2 separate regions of the Mus musculus genome follow, and region 2 is linked to region 1. A link is a contact called in public promoter capture Hi-C data. All regions are on one chromosome and are shown on one strand. The core of a region is the stretch at or near the end of the contact, and the rest is flanking DNA. Distances in the headings are between cores, read along the strand shown.

Region 1 (3,579 bases), core at 962-3,461:
GCAGGAAGACAACACCAGGGATCCTGGCTATCAATCACATGGTTAAAAACCAATGGGGGGCAGGGGCGGGTCGAAGAGATCCACCATTCCCAGCACTCCTGCCCAGCAGCTCACAGCTAACTGGAACTCCAGCCCCAGGAGATCCAATGCCCTCTTCTGGCCTCAGACACACGTAATTAGTAAAAATTGTTTTTAAAAAGTGAGGGGAGGCTCTCTCTGACTTCTCTCCCCTGGTAGCAGCTCTCCTGTCTTGGCCCCTCACCCCTGAAAATGTATGCCGGCTCCAAGTTCATCCCACTCCCTCATCTCAGCTGCTGTCTGCAGTGGAGTTGACGCAACCACAGATGCCAACAGATGAGAGCCTCAGCGGCTTGGCGGTCCTGCGGCCTCTGACCTCACTTATCCCTAGCCGCAGCTTCCAAACCAGGGCCATTTCAAGGGACAGTGACACAGTTGCCAAGTTCATTGGAGCTGCGGCTGCTACAGCTGGTGGGGTAGCTGGCTCCGGGGCAGGGATTGGGACTGGTTTTGGAGTCTCATCATTGGCTAGGAACCCTTCTCTGAAGCAACAACTCTTCTCCTACGCGATTCTAGGCTTTGCCCTCTCAGAGGCCATGGGGCTCTTCGCCATGTGACGCAGCCGTCTCTACTTCCAGCTCTCAAGGATGGTTCTTTCGTGTCTCGTCTGCCCTGTACGGTCCTTTTCCTGTACCTCCCCAAGAAGGCTGGGGAAAACGCTTGGCTCAGGTTTGACAGAAAACAAATAAATACTGTAGTAATAAGAAAAAAAAAAGTGATGGAGAAAACTTTGCTCTGTGAATATACTGTGCTGGCCTTTCCAATGCCAAGCAGAACATCCAATCTCTAAGTCTGTGCCTACTTAGGGCATTCTTGAAACATAACTCTCAGACACAGCCGTGCCATCCCTCTCCCTCCTCCTCTCCTTTTCCACTCTCCCTCTCTTTTCTGTTTTTTTTTTTTTTTTTTTTTTTTTTAATCCAGAGTGACCTTGTTATAGGGTTTTGATTATATAGAGCAGTGGTTAGTGGTACCTCTTAAATTTTCAGTAGCTCACGCCCCAGTATTTTTTCTACTTATGCATTTATTAATTCATGTAAAAAATATTTCTTGTGGGGGCTGGAGAGATGGATGGCTCAGGGCTAAGAACACTTGCTCCTGTAGAGGACCCGAGGCTGGCTTCCAGTGCTCATGTGGTGGCTAACTAACTAACTGGCTTTAACTCCTGCTCCAGAGGCGCCAATGCCCCTGCTGGCCTCCAGGACGCGCGGCATTCTCAAGGTGCACAAACCACACGCAAGTAAAACACCCACACACATACAATAAAAACAAAGGGATTTTCAATAAAAATTTGTTGTGCTCATACCAGGCTCTGAGCAGAGAGTGGTGAATAAAACCAGTGTGACCTGCGCCCTTTAAATAAGATAGAGACAATAAGAGGTAAATAGATAATTACAAACTCTGCATATATATATATATATATATATATATGACTGAGAAGATGGTCAGACTCTGAAGGAAGGGAGCTTTATAGTCTGCGGGGGAAGAGACCAGTACCTGGAAAGGGAAGGAGGGTTGTACCCAAGTGCTGCCATAGAGCTTAGAAGCCTGGGAGGGAATGCTAAGATTATAAAGTCGGGGCTGGGAAGATGGCTCCACAGGCACTCTGCCAGAGGACCCAGGTTTGCTTACCAGAACTCACATGGCAGCTCACAACTAATTGTAACTCTAGTTCTAGGGGATATCAGGCCCTCCTCTAACCTTCAAGGGCAATGCACACATGTGGTACACAGACAGATATGCAAGTACAACATCCACACAGATGAAATAAATCTTTTTTAAAAACAAGATTGCAAATTTTATCCTATGAAAAAAGCCACTAAAGCATTCTAAGCAGGAGCTGCATGATACAATTTAAACTATCGACAAGGGCTGATGGGAGAGTCAGCACTTCGCCGACCAGTCTGTCTGCATCCCTCATATGATGACTGGACTGGGGGTGGGGGGCACTATCCCACTCGCGGCAGCCTGGAAGCCAGCAAATGGCCCCTTTATCGGAGCCAAAGGCTGGCCTCAGCCTCCAAGCTGTAGGGCAAGCCAGAGTACAGGCCGCCTGTTCACATCCAGCACAGGCCAGAGGAAGAGCAAACGCACAACCACAGAGTGTGCGCCTGCGCCTGCCCGCTGTGACTGGCGGTCCCTCACCCCTTCGCCTTTCTCTAGAACTTTCCCAGCTACCTCTGGTTCATCTTTCTACAGACCACACCCAGGACTTCCTCCCAGTTTTGTTACCACACTCAAAACAGCAATTCCTTCCCTTTCTCAGCCCACATCCTTCTGAATAATTCATGCATCTCTTAAGCTTTATCTACTCAGAAGGAAAAAGAAAATGGAAATAACCAATCATCCCACAAAGCAGCAGAGTCCTCCATGGATGAGGATTCCATAAAAAAAAAAAAAAAAAATCACTGTGGTCTTGTGCTTCCTTACAGGAAACAGTCTGTATACAGATCCTATGTAACAGTAGCATCCCTTAAATATGCATATAAATGTCCTGCCAGCTCGTGGCGTGAACGCCTCTAATCATATCACTCCAGAGGCAGAAGCAAGTGGGTATCTGTGAGTTCTAGGCCAGCCTGGTCTACACAGTGACTTCCAGGACAACCAAGGCTACATAATAGAAAAGACCGGGCCTCAAAAGTAAAAAAGTAAAATAACAATCCCCCAAATGTCCCAACACTCAGGCTTTTTTATTTTGGGGAAATTTGTGTATGTGTTTGTGTGTGTGTGTGTGTGTGTGTGTGTGTGTGTGTGTGTGTCTTTCTCAGTCTCTGTCTCTATATCTGTCTGTCTCTCTCTCTCTGGCAGGGTCTCACTATATAGCACTCACTGACCTGGAAGTCACTGTATGGACTAGGTTGGCCTTGAACTCACAGAGATCCACTTGCCTCTGCCTAAGTACTGGGATAAGGGTGTGTGCCACCATGCCTGGCTCACTCGTGCTTTCAAACCTTCTTTCTACCATATTATGTTTTGGTATGAATGAGTGTGAACGTGCAAACCCACACATGTCAAGGGTCCACCGTGCAATCTTTCCATGACAGCTCCTTCTGAGAAACACGGAAACCCATACACAGCTCCAAGAGAAAACGCAGCTCTTGATTCACGTTCCACACCCAACCAGCCTGCCTTTGTGTCCAGACACAGGAAGACTGGCACCCTTTACTGCCTAAGGCCCTGCAGCACATCTGCAATGAGATGTGCCAGTAGCACCTCGGGATCAGGACCCTCTACTCTTCAGAGACCCTGAAATGACAATGGCCCACCACATGTACCACACCTCATCTGTGGAGCTGCAGGAGCTCTCAGCAGCACCTTCAGAACATGAGGAAGCTTTAGCTTTCCATCACTATAACGAACTATCCAATCATCGTTACCTTATAGGAACAGAGAATTATTGAGGGTTGGGGATCTGACTCAGTGGGTCAAGTGCTAGCCACACAGGCATGAGAACTTGAGTTCAGAACCTCAGAACCCATAGAAATCTGGATGCCGTAGCAT
Region 2 (3,236 bases), core at 453-2,952, 80 kb after region 1:
CATCATCTCCTCTCTCCTCACATGACTCAGGGTCATGTCCACTCTGGACTCCCCCAGATGTTCCTGCCTCTGGCTGTGCTCTCTCCCTACAATAAGCTTTCTCCTCCACCATACCTGTACCTTAGGAGCAGACAGGTCCCTTTCTTTTTATTTCCTTTTTTTTTTTTCATTCACTTTGGACATAGTATAATGATCATGTGACTCCAAAAGCCTTCAGATGGGAGATTAAAAAAACTTAAATCAAGGGGCAGCACACATATACACAGACACATACGGCACACACATATACACATACACCACATACACACATACACAGACACACACACATACATGGCACACACATATACACATATATTATACACACATACACACATGGCACACACATATACACATATACCACACACATACACACATACACGGCACAGACACATACACATATACCACACACACACACACACACACACACAAATAGCACATACACAGCATAGACATTTACACATACATGCACAAACCACAAACATACACACACTCAAGGCACAGACACACACACACACACGCATGTGAATGTGCATACACACTCTCTCCTTTCTCATAGCTCCCTCTTTGCCACTTTCCAAGGACTATATCCTCTCCCCTCACACCCGCTCAGTAGTGCAGATACAATAGGCCCTCTATCCTCCTTGAAACATTTTCTTTATCACCAGTGACTCCATCCTTCACTTAGTTCTGCCAACCTCCCTCTCTCTATGCTAGTGTTTCCTTGTTACTAGAATCTAAAGGCCTAGGCTCTCTGACAGTTGAAGAACATGTTAGGGCAAGGAGAATTGACAGGAAAAAAATCAGGTTTATTCAGTAGCTGGCATTCTTTTTTTTTTTTTTTTTTCTTCGAGACAGGGTTTCTCTGTGTAGCCCTGGCTGTCCTGGAACTCACTCTGTAGACCAGGCTGGCCTCGAACTCAGAAATCCGCTTGCCTCTCCCTCCCAAGTGCTGGGATCAAAGGCATGTGCCACCACTGCCCGGCTAGTAGCTGGCATTCTTGAGAAGTTAAGATGTACTTTCTCCTCAAGACTCTTTTTTTTGTTTGTTTGTTTGTTTTTTCGAGACAGGGTTTCTCTGTGTAGCCCTGGCTGTCCTGGAATTCACTTTGTAGACCAGGCTGGCCTCAAACTCAGAAATCCTCCTGCCTCTGCCTCCCAGGTGCTGGGATTAAAGGCGTACGCCACCACCGCCCAGCTTTTTTTTTTTTTTTTTTTTTGGTTTCTTGAGACAGGGTTTCTCTGTGTAGCCCTGGCTGTCCTGGAACTCACTTTGTAGACCAGGCTGGCCTCGAACCCATAAATCCACCTGCCTCTGCCTCCTGAGTGCTGGGATTAAAGGTGTGCGCCACCACACCCGGCTTCTCCTCAAGACTCTTATCATTAAGGTTCAGGGACCCAAAGGGATTTTTGGTAAGGGAAAGCCTTTGGTAAAGCTTTTTGGGGTTGGTAGTGAGACTGTGGTTGGGTAGGCTCTTTCTCATCAGAAATGCATCCTCTGGCCCCGCCTCCTGGTCGTGCCTGGCCTTCGGTGACCTTCAGCCACACTTCCCGGCCCTGCCTCTCAGTCTCTAGCCCAGCCCTTTATGGGCCGTGACAACTTCTGGCCCCGCCCCCACCCCTGTAACCTGGCGGGGGGCGGAGTTAGAGAACAAACGGGGCGCGCTGGCCAGCGAGCGGAAGTCGCCCGGGTGGGGCACAGTGGGATAAGCTTGCAAAGCCCTTTCCGGTGGCTCTCTTGTTGGGATCCACCACGCGCCGGGGCAGGTGAGTAGGCGCAGTCGCTTTCCTTGTTTTTAGGGCAAGGGACACTTGGCTTTTACTCCCCAAAAGGATGGAAGGCGTGGGCGGCTCGGTGCTGTTGTGAATGCCTGGCCGAAGACGTGATCCCAGCGGAGTAGAATAGCCGAGCATCCCAGCTCTTCTAGCCTGCTCCCGGGCTCCAGTGTTGAACCTGAGCAAGGCTGCTTCCCTCCAGGCCTGGGGCTGGGTGCAACCTCCCTCATTCCTCGTGAGTAATCACTTTCTGGGACTATCTCTTCTCTCATTTCTGCACCTGAATGACCTGGAGTCGGTCACGCCTGCGGACTCAGAAGGCATCTCAGGATTTGCTCTTCTGTATCTGAGACCGCGATTTCCCATTGGTAGTCCAAATGCTGGGGTCTGAGAGGAGAATTCTTTTCTAGTGTTCACTGCTAATTGGCCAGTCTAGCCAGTGGCCAGATACCTGGGCCAAAAGCTACCTGGGAAAGTAGCTTCCTCTCTCCCATTTTGACCTGAAGGTGGGTGTTTGTGTGTGCAAGGAGGGGCCCAAGGGCTTTGGTTTAGCAGAAGGGGACTTCTCGAATCCTTTTTTGTCGTCATCCTTGTGACTTAGGGCAGCTGTAGCTCGTTCTGGAATTTAGGTACAGGTGAACAGGGATTGTTTTCCTTCTGAAGGCCTTTTTTTCTTTTTCCTGGACCTGACTGCTACTGCCTCCAGTTAACTCTTCCTTATCTTCTCTCCTTTGGCTCACACACTGGCTCACTTGGTCCCATTTTCAGATCCTGAAGTGCGTTTCCTACCTCAGCCACCAGCTTGGCCTAGGTCCCTGGGGGAAGGCATCCTTTAAACTTTACCAGCGTTTCTCATTTAAACACTTTACTAGTCCCCCCGTACTTCAGCACTGTTGTTGATGTGATCTTAGTTGTCCTTTCTACTAGATGTCCCATGAAGTCTCCCTCGTTGTTCAGTTGAATGTGTGGCCTATGGCAGCCATTTATTTATTTATTCATTCATTCATTCATTTATTTTTTGGTTTATCGAGACAGGATTTCTCTGAGTAGCATTAACTGTCCTGGAACTCATTCTGTAGATTAGGCTGGCTTCGAACTCAGAGACTAAAGGTGTGTTTTATACACACACACACACAACACACACACACACACACCTGCCGCAGCTGTACATCATGGCTCCAGCCCTTACTCCCACACAACACAGACAAGAAGGCTCAGGAGCTGATATTCAAATATCAGCCTTTGCCCAGTCTGGTGTGTCTGTGCGTCTGGCTTGGGTGGTAAAGAAGCAGTGGGGTACAGAGCCCCTCCAGTCACCCTGGGAACTGGGGAGCTTCCTCCCCTCTGACCTCTGATCTCGTTATGATTTCTCACAGGTGTCTGACTCAGGACAAGCGGATCCCACCCTCCAGATCTCATGGTAG

Evidence for each region. Promoter capture Hi-C pulls out the DNA fragments that hold promoters and counts their contacts.
Region 2: a contact with region 1 is called in a promoter capture Hi-C map of the HPC-7 cell line. A contact is called at or near these places in 5 of 39 promoter capture datasets (the C10 cell line, the HPC-7 cell line, the SN4741 cell line and 2 more), 5 of 130 datasets of targeted methods (the HPC-7 cell line, bone marrow-derived macrophages, embryonic stem cells and 2 more) and 3 of 9 other capture datasets (adipose tissue, liver and pancreatic islet).

Annotation. Positions count from the first base shown.
Region 1 is chr15:76,797,395-76,800,973 of GRCm38.p6, forward strand. The region is part of intron 1 of Arhgap39 (Rho GTPase activating protein 39); the gene reads right to left. It also overlaps the pseudogene Gm17271. Among named protein-coding and RNA genes, the nearest start is that of Arhgap39, 19 kb to the right of the region's middle.
Region 2 is chr15:76,877,551-76,880,786 of GRCm38.p6, forward strand. Zfp7 (zinc finger protein 7) reads left to right here and starts at 1,703. Exons shown (of 5, transcript NM_145916.3): 1 at 1,703-1,803; 2 at 3,189-3,232. The coding sequence starts at 3,230.